3 separate regions of the Mus musculus genome follow, and regions 1 and 3 are each linked to region 2. The links are chromatin contacts, called in public HiChIP or PLAC-seq and promoter capture Hi-C maps. All regions are on one chromosome and are shown on one strand. The core of a region is the stretch at or near the end of the contact, and the rest is flanking DNA. Distances in the headings are between cores, read along the strand shown. Region 1 holds the start of 9430083A17Rik (RIKEN cDNA 9430083A17 gene). Region 2 holds the start of Fbxw17 (F-box and WD-40 domain protein 17). Region 3 holds the start of S1pr3 (sphingosine-1-phosphate receptor 3).

Region 1 (3,193 bases), core at 345-2,844, 680 kb before region 2:
TCGATTGTACTCCAGGCGGAAAAAGGAGAGTGGCGCAAGGCCAGTCTAGAGTACAGGAGACCTCATACAAATTCACTTAGACTGAAAGCCTTTTGCTTGATCCATTTCTTAGGCATGTCAAAGTAGGATTTTAAAGCTAATTTCGTTTTACTTATTGAGAGAAACACTACACGTTTTTATAAACATAGCAGGCTACGTTAATACACAATTACCAAATCTGATAACGGACATCCTGTAAATCGTGTTCACCCATTAACTAATACTGAAGGGGTTAAAAAGGCTAAAGATGTGCCTCTTCTATCTTTCCAAAATTTCACCACCTCAGAAGTGCGCTCAGGATGTATAGGTAAAAAAACGTCTAAGATCCGGTTTCATTTTCACTCTCTAACAAAAGCTATGCAGAAGGCAATTACTCTCCATCAATCCTTTCAGGCTGCAGCTTCTTCCAGAAAATTCCAAGGAAAGTTAGTGAGGCATTCGCATTTCGATACGGATACCATCTTTCTCGCTAGTCACACTAAAATCCTTTACAACACTTGAACGAATCTTGTATTGCTTTTGGATGTACACGATAAATAAACAAGCCTTTAAACCAGAAGTAAGACTGCACGCGCGCGCGCACACACACACACACACACAGAGAGAAAAATCCTTACAAAACCCGAAACCCAATTCATAGACCATCGAAACCAAATCAATATAAAAACAATTGCGTAAACAAACTTTGAGATGCGCAGGCAACGTCGTGGATGACTGAAGCCATTTCTCAACCCGACACCCCCCGCCTCCCGGAAAGGCCCAGAACGCACCATCCGTGCAGGAAGCCGCCAGGGACCGCGACCCCCGGCGCTGCGCAGTATCCGCACCGCACATCTATCGGGCGCATTCGGGGAGGCAAACCCAAGGTCACGCAGGCCCGCGCCCCGAGCCCCCCAGGCAGGGCGTCACCGGGATGACCCGTCGCGGGGGTCCCGCCACGCCCCTCCCCCGCCCGGTTACGCAATGCCCCCGCCCCCGCCCCCCGCCCGGCACGGAACAAAGCGCGCGGGAAGCGGCCGCGGGGCTGGGGCAGGGACCCCGCGAGCGCCATGTTGGCGGGGGCGGCGGGGACCGGGCGGGGGCGACGAACAAAGGAACTCGCGCACGCCCCGGCCCCAGCCCGCCGCGCCCCGGCCCCACCGAGCCCGGCCGGCAGGGGGCGCTGAGGGGCGCCGCCCGCGGACAATGCGCCCGGGGCCCCGCGGGCTATGCTCACCTGGGTCCGCGCGCCGTGAGAGGCCCACTCGCTTCCCCCCTCACGGCCCTGCAGCCAGCCCCACGCGCGTCTCACCTGTCGGCCACCGAGGCTGCCCACGGGGCCGCCGTGGTTCGCTCGTGCTCCCCGCCGGCCCAGCCCGAGCCAGACGGCGCCTCCCCACCCCCGCTCCTCGCCGCGGCCGCCGCCCGCCCCCCGGCCGCCACGGCGCACGCGCACTGCGCCCGCCGAACTGCGACGGCCGCGCCGCCCCGGCGCCCGGCGCCGCCGGACGCACTGCGCAGGCGCGGGTGGGAGGCGGGCCCTGGCGGCGGGGGCGGGGCCTGGCGCTGCTCACCTGGAGGGTGGGGCGCGCACCCGGAGCGGCGAGGTACACGCTGGGGAGCCGCGGGCCTGGCGTAGAGCCGGCCTCTCTTACAAGCGGAGCAGGGTCGGGAAGACGAACGGAGAGTAGCGGGCGTTGGTATTTACTCTTGCACGGGAGGACGGCTTCCAGGAGCTATCCTGACTCTTTGTCCTGGGACCTTACGTCTGCTGTCTCGGGTAGCTGCCTGGCTAGCTGCGGAGATGCAGGAGGCTAGGTCACATGACCGTGCGCCGCGCAGGTGCACTTTCCTGCGGAGCAGCAGCTTTGGACTGCAGGACGCGAGCCCTTTAAAAATATGGATAGGCTCCCCCATGCTCCCTTGAAGACACACCGCCTTGCTGTACGCCGCACTGCGCAGTGGCTGAGGAACTAGGCTCAGCTTGCAAAGCTCAGGGCCTCCTGCGAACACCTGCTGAGGGTGGCTGCTGCAAACACCTAGCCTTGGCCTAGCTGCAGCCGCTGCTCTAGAAGTCACCCCGGGCTCCTCGCGAGGCTGCAAGCCAAGACTTCCCACGATCGCACGAGAATCCGTGCGACTCTGGTTCCAGTTAAGATCGCCTATTGAGGATCTGTTTGGCTGTGGGCAAGGAAAGAGAGAAAAAGAAAACGTCCGGGATGGTTTGGTTTGAGGGGAAGTGAAATACGGGACCTGAAGCTTCGTCTGGGTCTCCTTCCCTCCTTTAACCCAGTGTCTGGATCCAGGCGGTCACCGACCTGGTTCCTCGAGTGCTGTAGCACTGCCGCATTGTAATAAGCCTCCTGCCAGAGTGTTGCCAGGTCGAATTACAAGACGTTATTGGAAAGCCCTTTGCGCACTCCAAACCTGCAGCACGGCTCTTAGTTCGCTGTGCTCTTTGGGATTCCATTGGCACTTTTTTTTTTTTTTTCAAAATAAGATTGATATGTGCCTGCTCAAATTAAAATGCTTGTCTCAGATGACATTCTTGGCAGGAGCAACGTAGTCACAGACCGAAGAGAGGGCTAATTTCAGTAGAGATGCAGCCAGCCTGGAGATCACTGAGAGAAGATTAGCTTTTGTTGTGTTTAATGTTTGATCGTGGAGGCTGACAGGAACAAGGAAGGGTGTGATAGGGAAGGAGGCTGGAGTGACAGTATGGAACACTTCCGTTTCCTTGGTGACACGCCTGGTTTTTTTTGGTTTGTTTTTTTTTTTCTGTTCTCTAGAGGAACAGAACTTACAAAATGAATATATACATATGGAAAGAGTATGTATTAGAATACCTCACAGGCTTTGATCAAGTTAGTCCAGCAATGGCTGTCTACCCACAGAAGGTCCAGGAATTCAGTAGTTGTTCAGTACTGAAAGCTGAATGTCTCATCTGGTCTTCAGCATACGCTGGAATCTCAAGCAGGCTATAATGTGAGTGAAGGAATGGACTTGCTAGTGAGACAGCAAAGAGCAAAAACTTCCTTATTCCGTGTCCTTTAAATAAGCTGCCAACAAGTGTGCCCCAGATTAAAGGTATGTCTTCCTACCTCAGAAGATCCACATTAACCGTGTCTCTTCCCACCTCAAAAGGTCTGGATTAAAGGTATATTTTTTTTACCTC
Region 2 (2,916 bases), core at 132-2,631:
TACAGGTCAAACTACTGCAGCATTAAAGACCCACAAAGGCAGACAGGAAGGTCCCTCAGCTGCTAAGAGTACCTGGCTAGCTCCACACCCTAGGTGCATCTTCCAGAACTACAAAAGAAAAAAACAAAACTAGATGATGCCTTATCTGCAAACACACCCTTAGCCTAGAACCTTCAGCCTCACGGCCAGATGTCAACTCTGGGTCCTTTGATGAAGTCTGCAGTGAAAGGATTGACCTAGCCAAGAGTCAGGCTAACTCCATGACAGGCTGCAAACTGGCAGTTTGGGAGACTAGGTCTAAGTTTCTGTTTCCCAGAAATGAGAACCTGGATCCAGGAACTTATGGTCAGCCAACCACAACAGTGGACAGCCAATCAGAGGACACCTTGTCATCTGGCCTGAAGTAAGTATAGGTAGCTAGAATGAGTAAGTGACCCCCTGGGAGGTCTCCAGGGCCTAATGAATTGTAGAATCAGTCAGGCTCCTAGAGGCACATACACCATACACCTTCCTGGTCTCCAGGGCCTAAGGCACATACACTGTACACCTTCCTGGAATTCCCCTGAAAATAAAAGCTGAGCTTGGGCGACCACAAGGAGTCTCCATCCCCAAATGGGGAGACCCCTGCATGAAGGAAATGCTGCTCAATGAACACTCTTTGTGTTTGCAAACTATCTGAGTCAAGGTATCATTCTTTGGCGATTCTTGGATCCTAACAGAAGAGCAAGTGGCATACTTGCAGTGTGATGGTTCTGGCAAAGTTGTCAAGATTGGAATGAACAGTATTGGTCTCTTTCTGTGAGTAAAACATTTAAAACGGAACAGGTTCGAAACTGCAAATCTAAGTGCTTTGTTCAAGCAACGACGAGTCTAACCTTTTGAACACTTCTGAATACTTAATGAAGAGACACTTAACTTCAAGGCTTGCACTGGGTTCTTCAGATAGACATTAAAGAGGGAGGATTTTAGCGTCTCTTTGGTCACAGTTCAGTAGTGAAACTGGCAGGGAAAAACAAATACCTTACACTAACTGTGATTTAGTCGCCCTTGCACTGAGTCTTTGGGAGGAAGCACACAGTGGGGCATAGAGAGCACCGGGCAGATGACCACCAAGGTAGGGGCCCGGTCAAGAAGGCGGCGGGAAGGGTAGGGCGGTGCCACCGGAGGGCATCAGCCAAGCCAGTCCCTGGAGGAGATGCCCCTTGGTCCCCGGGCCTGCGGAGCGCGGCGGTGGGGCGACCCTGCCCAGGACCTCACCTTGTTCACCTGCGCAGCGCGCAGCAGGTCCCGGGCCTCCAGGAAGGAGAAGATGTGCTGCAGTTCGTGCGGGCCAAGCTGCGGCGCCATCCCGCTTGCCACGCCCTAGCCCCGTGCGTCTGCTTCCTCCACAGTTAGATGAGCCCGCCCACATGAGAAAATTGTGCCGGTTACTTCCGCTCCTGCGCTCGCCTCCCCAGGCTGGTCATTTCCAGCTGCTGGCTTTTGACATGATCCTGCTCTGGCCTAGCGATCACTGAAGTTGGAATATTGACCTTGTTTTTTTCTCTGCCTCTCCTCTCACAATCAGTCTTGGTTGCTCCTTGCCGGGTTCTGGCTTCAGCCTCCTCCCTGCTTATGATTCTGCATTGTATTTATTATCAACCATGCCAACATGTACACATTTGGTGTTTTCCAGAAATGGGCTGTGCGGTAGGACAAAGAGTAGGGGCATGCATCTTGTATTGTAATCGATTGCTTCCTCTAATATTTACTGCAATTTATAGCTGCTGTTAAAACCACGCACACATAAATTTAACCTTAGAAGAGCGAAAGTATTGGGTACTATGATTCTGTAATGAACTCTTCTGTGCTCCTGTAGGAGTTAGGGCAGCTACAAGTCCACACCTCCCATCCTTGCCCATCGACCATCATTACTGCCACTGGTGTGCAGGTGAAGACATTTTCCCCAGTCAGGTCCACACCTGTGTGGTTCTGAAATGATTACGGGAGCATCATCTTGTTTTGACTCCATTTCATGTTTGCTTGGATAGCTCAGTACAAAATGGCCACACATTTGAGATTTGCATGGCCTTGACCTTGGGTCAGATATATTAGCCAAAAATAAGTAAACTACAATAGATTTAAAAGACATAAGTAAAAACAAACAAACAAACAAACAAACAAACAAAAACACACTATGTCTGAAATAACCAGTATGCCTTGCCAGTAATGAACGTGTCAAGGTTCCTTGACCCTCATCTGATTTTGACTTTGATGTAAATTATGGTCTTTGTGAGTTTTGCCTTTAAAAAGTCTGCACCCCTGAGCTTGGATGCCAAGAAACGTTTCAGAGGCACAAGCCTGTTCTTGGTCATGCCATCAATAAAAAGGGCTTAAAACCTTTAATTGGCTTAATCAGCATGGTTGCCAATAATTGTCTCATGTGGGTCATTTCAGTGCATTACAACCAAGATGCTTGAACCTGGAAAGATCTCTGAATCCTCCAGGGATAGAAATAATGGCTTTGAGTTTATGCTAAGTAAAGCATAACATGAGGTGATCTAAGGCTGGGCAGGAGGGGTGGCCAAGAAGAGTGTGGAGCAGAAAATAAGCTTATAACCATAAGTGCCGTAGGTCAGGCACTTAGTCCTCTTCCTAACATACTTGACTCCCTCTTTGACTGTGGAACTCCTAAAACTGGGATGACAGACATGGCCTCATCTCCCACCCCTGCACAGGAAACAGCTGTAGAAGGATCTGCTGCCTCCAGATGTGTATACATGAATCCCTGTGCACTGAAGCTTCAGTGGGAGGCTACCATTCTTTAAAGCCATTGACCTGAGTCCAAATAAAAGAAATCGCATACCTAGAGTAAAGAGAAGGATGAGATCTGTACATGTCAAATTATGACAGTTTTAGGGCCCAAGTCTTAAGACC
Region 3 (2,919 bases), core at 52-2,551, 990 kb before region 2:
CCACCACCTCAACCAAACAGCCCTGACCACAGCCACAACTTGCCAGGCCTTTACCTGAGGTATGCAACCCCTTGCTCCACTTTCTAGGAATTATATTCTCTTGGCCCTCCCTGTCTGCTTGGTTTTCGTCTATAAAGGATGGAACTTTGAATAGATACATTTTTGTAGGTGGTGATATGCAATACCAGAGACTTCTGGCTGCAGACCTTAGAATGAGTGACTCTGGAGGCTTTGGAGGAGGGGGTGTCAAGAAGAAGAGGTGTTTGTTTAAAGCAAAGGATTCCCTTTAAACAGCTGACGAGAAACCCCCTTTTACATCAAATCTAAGGAACATGGTGTCAGGATTGTTAAAGGCTGGAGAGACAGGGACGCAGAGACCATGTACAGGCACATGGTTAATGGTCACCCTTCCCTTTCTTCTATTTCAGTTAAGAACATATGACACACCAATCTTCTCTCTCATTATCACTTTGCTGGCACCTTGTCTTCTAGCTCCAGGCCTGACACTCCTAATTGCCTAGTTTGAGAAGTGCTAAGAAAACTGGAATTTTGTCACTAATAAAACTTAAAAGAATCATTTGCTTTCTCCCAGAGGGAAAACCCACAGCCGTTCCCAGTGCCCAGGTTTTCTTCTCCTAAGATTGTCTAACTTCTTAATTAGCCAAGTAAAGCAAGAATCTTTCCCTTGGACAGCCTGCTCACTCTGCTCCGAGTTTACAAACACATTTAGAAAGCCCTGGTTGTTATTTAAAGGAACCCTATACCTCTCCACCAGCTCCAACAGGCGGTTATGTCCTGTTCTCCGGGATATGAACAGGAGGGGGTGGCCGAAGCGAGGCACTCGCGAGCCCAAGTCACTCTGGTGCCCCGACTTGGTTGAAATTTTATCCAAAAAGGGGGTTCGGGTGAACCCCCAGGCGCTCAACCCGCGACTCTGGTCTGTGCAACCCCGGGATCCGGTCCCGCCGCTCACCTCGTTCTGCAAGGCGCATCTGGGCTGGTTGCATGCTGCCGTGTCTCAGCTAAGACTCCCGTCTAGGGGCTCCTCCGGAGGTCGCTCGTGGCCTCAGGTTTCTCTCCCGCTAGGCTTGTCCAGCCACCTTGCTCAGCACCCGGACCTTGTCGCCTGCCCCTGAACTTGTTCTCCCAGACTCTGCCCCAGAGAATCCGAAGGCAAACTTTTGCCACTGCCCTCCGGGGCGGGGCCCAAACTCACCCCGCCTCCTGCCGCCCCTAACCCAAGCTTCAGAGCTTCGCGGGCTGGTCCCCAGATACGCCCTGGTTCCCAGCCACGTCCCCGCCTCGGGCTACGTCCCCGCCCAGTCTCTGGATTACTTCTCTGCATCCGCGCTGTCTGGACTCTGGGACTCGGGCTGGGGCTCTTCAACCCTCTGTATCCCTCTGCCCCTATTCCTCTGCCGATCATCTACCCCCACCCCCAAACCTATACTCTGACTCCAAGGTTCTGCGTCTATCCTGCTAATTTTAAGTGCTCCAGAACCCAGCAGCTGCAGATACCTAACCGGGTGCAGAACTGGGCTTGGGTAGATATCTACCTAAGTGTCCAGAAGGATTTGAGCGGATTCTTATTAATACTGTTACTCACCTTGAGGTGACCAGTGTTAACTATACTATCTTTAACCTGAAATCAACCGACTACCAGCTTGAGCTGGTAAGCTAAGCCCCCTGCCCCTTTGGACTCCTGCCCCTGCCCCCATCCCTTTCGGAGCTGAAGGCAGGGACCCCAGCCTCTTGTGCATTTCAGGTCCTGACTCCTGTGTCTTGTCTACCTTAGTTAACTGTACCCAGTCTACTCCTGCGCTCTGGGCAAGCCTCACCGGCCATGTGGGGAGAAATGAGAATCTTTGGGGGGAACCGCAGGCACAATTGTCAGTTACAAAGGAAATGCAAAAGATCTCCAGACCAGCTTGGGGAAGGAGAGGGGAGAGGAAGCAGACCGCAGCTAAATTCCCGAGCAGGCAGGGTTCCAGGTCCCTGCTACCTTTTCTCTGGGGCTTTCTTGCCTACAGAAGATGAATTTACCGCTTTCTTGGGATTCATCTGGCATGTAAAGGCAGCTCTTGGCCGGTCTTGGCCTTCTCTGTTGTCTGGTGAGACGCACAAGCCCTCCGGGTCACAGGAGCCAGGCTGCAGAGCTCCAGCTGCCTTGGCTGCTCAGTAGCAGCGCGATTCTCCTGAGCTCTGGTCCTACTGCCTAGCCTCCCAAATTTGCCTAGTGTCTTGGACACAGCTGGGGAAAGCTAGTTCTCTCCCCAAGTGCAGTGAGAATGGGCGTGTCTCTGTATACTTGACTCCTACAGCATCCAGTTAAAGAAAGCAGAGGTGGCCACAGTTGAAGATGCTTCTGTAGCTGTTTCTGCAGCCACTTCCTGAGGCCAGGGTAACAACAGTTTCTTGGTCGCTATGTCTAACCCCACAAAAAGGCCTGGTGCTCTAGCTGTTTCTCACTGTGTCACCATCACTGCCCCGGCTGCTGGAGGTGTGTTTTATACAGCATCTGTCTCTCCATTCCCCGGGTAAATGGTCCTCTGGATAGAAGAGGGTGACCCTGAGTCTCTCTATGACAGCTCCTCCAGCCTCAGACACCAGACTCCCACAGCCTGAGAGGTACCAGGGCTCTTACTGCTAATGACAGTCTTTCCTAAGAGTGATTCCACCCACAGCATCCCTGTGGTATCCCTGAAACCTGTCTTTCAATGAGGTTTCTTTTCCCTCCAAGTTTCCTAACCAGAAGCAGCCATCTTCCCAGTCCAGGCCTCCTTCTCCCTGTCTTGTTCCTTGTTGTGATGTCTGTTCTGATGGAGGCTCTAGCTCTCACTGCTGTGATGGAGGCCCCTCCCCTGTCTGCTGTGATGGAGACCTTTCTTCTGTGGACCATGCTAGTGACCTTACCCCTCC

What was found. Promoter capture Hi-C pulls out the DNA fragments that hold promoters and counts their contacts. HiChIP or PLAC-seq counts read pairs in DNA pulled down with a chosen protein or histone mark.
Region 1: a contact with region 2 is called in a promoter capture Hi-C map of hippocampal neurons, with 2.8 times the contacts expected there. The contact joins the promoter of 9430083A17Rik here to the promoter of Fbxw17 in region 2. A contact is called at or near these places in 3 of 39 promoter capture datasets (the 3T3-L1 cell line, cranial neural crest and hippocampal neurons).
Region 3: an H3K4me3 HiChIP or PLAC-seq map of forebrain shows a contact between it and region 2, with 6 times the contacts expected there. The contact joins the promoter of S1pr3 here to the promoter of Fbxw17 in region 2. A contact is called at or near these places in 9 of 39 promoter capture datasets (the 3T3-L1 cell line, the C10 cell line, cranial neural crest and 5 more), 1 of 115 datasets of contacts at active chromatin or transcription factors (forebrain) and 1 of 9 other capture datasets (embryonic stem cells).

The regions. Positions count from the first base shown.
Region 1 is chr13:51,099,128-51,102,320 of GRCm38.p6, reverse strand. It overlaps 9430083A17Rik (RIKEN cDNA 9430083A17 gene), which reads left to right and starts at 1,594. Exons shown (of 1, transcript NR_029463.1): 1 at 1,594-3,193. Spin1 (spindlin 1) reads right to left here and starts at 1,441. Exons shown (of 6, transcript NM_146043.4): 1 at 1,331-1,441.
Region 2 is chr13:50,416,329-50,419,244 of GRCm38.p6, reverse strand. It overlaps Fbxw17 (F-box and WD-40 domain protein 17), which reads right to left and starts at 1,381. Exons shown (of 10, transcript NM_175401.4): 1 at 1,258-1,381. The coding sequence starts at 1,347.
Region 3 is chr13:51,407,000-51,409,918 of GRCm38.p6, reverse strand. S1pr3 (sphingosine-1-phosphate receptor 3) reads right to left here and starts at 1,301. Exons shown (of 2, transcript NM_010101.4): 1 at 974-1,301. All of the region lies in intron 1 of Gm32834 (a long non-coding RNA gene), which reads left to right.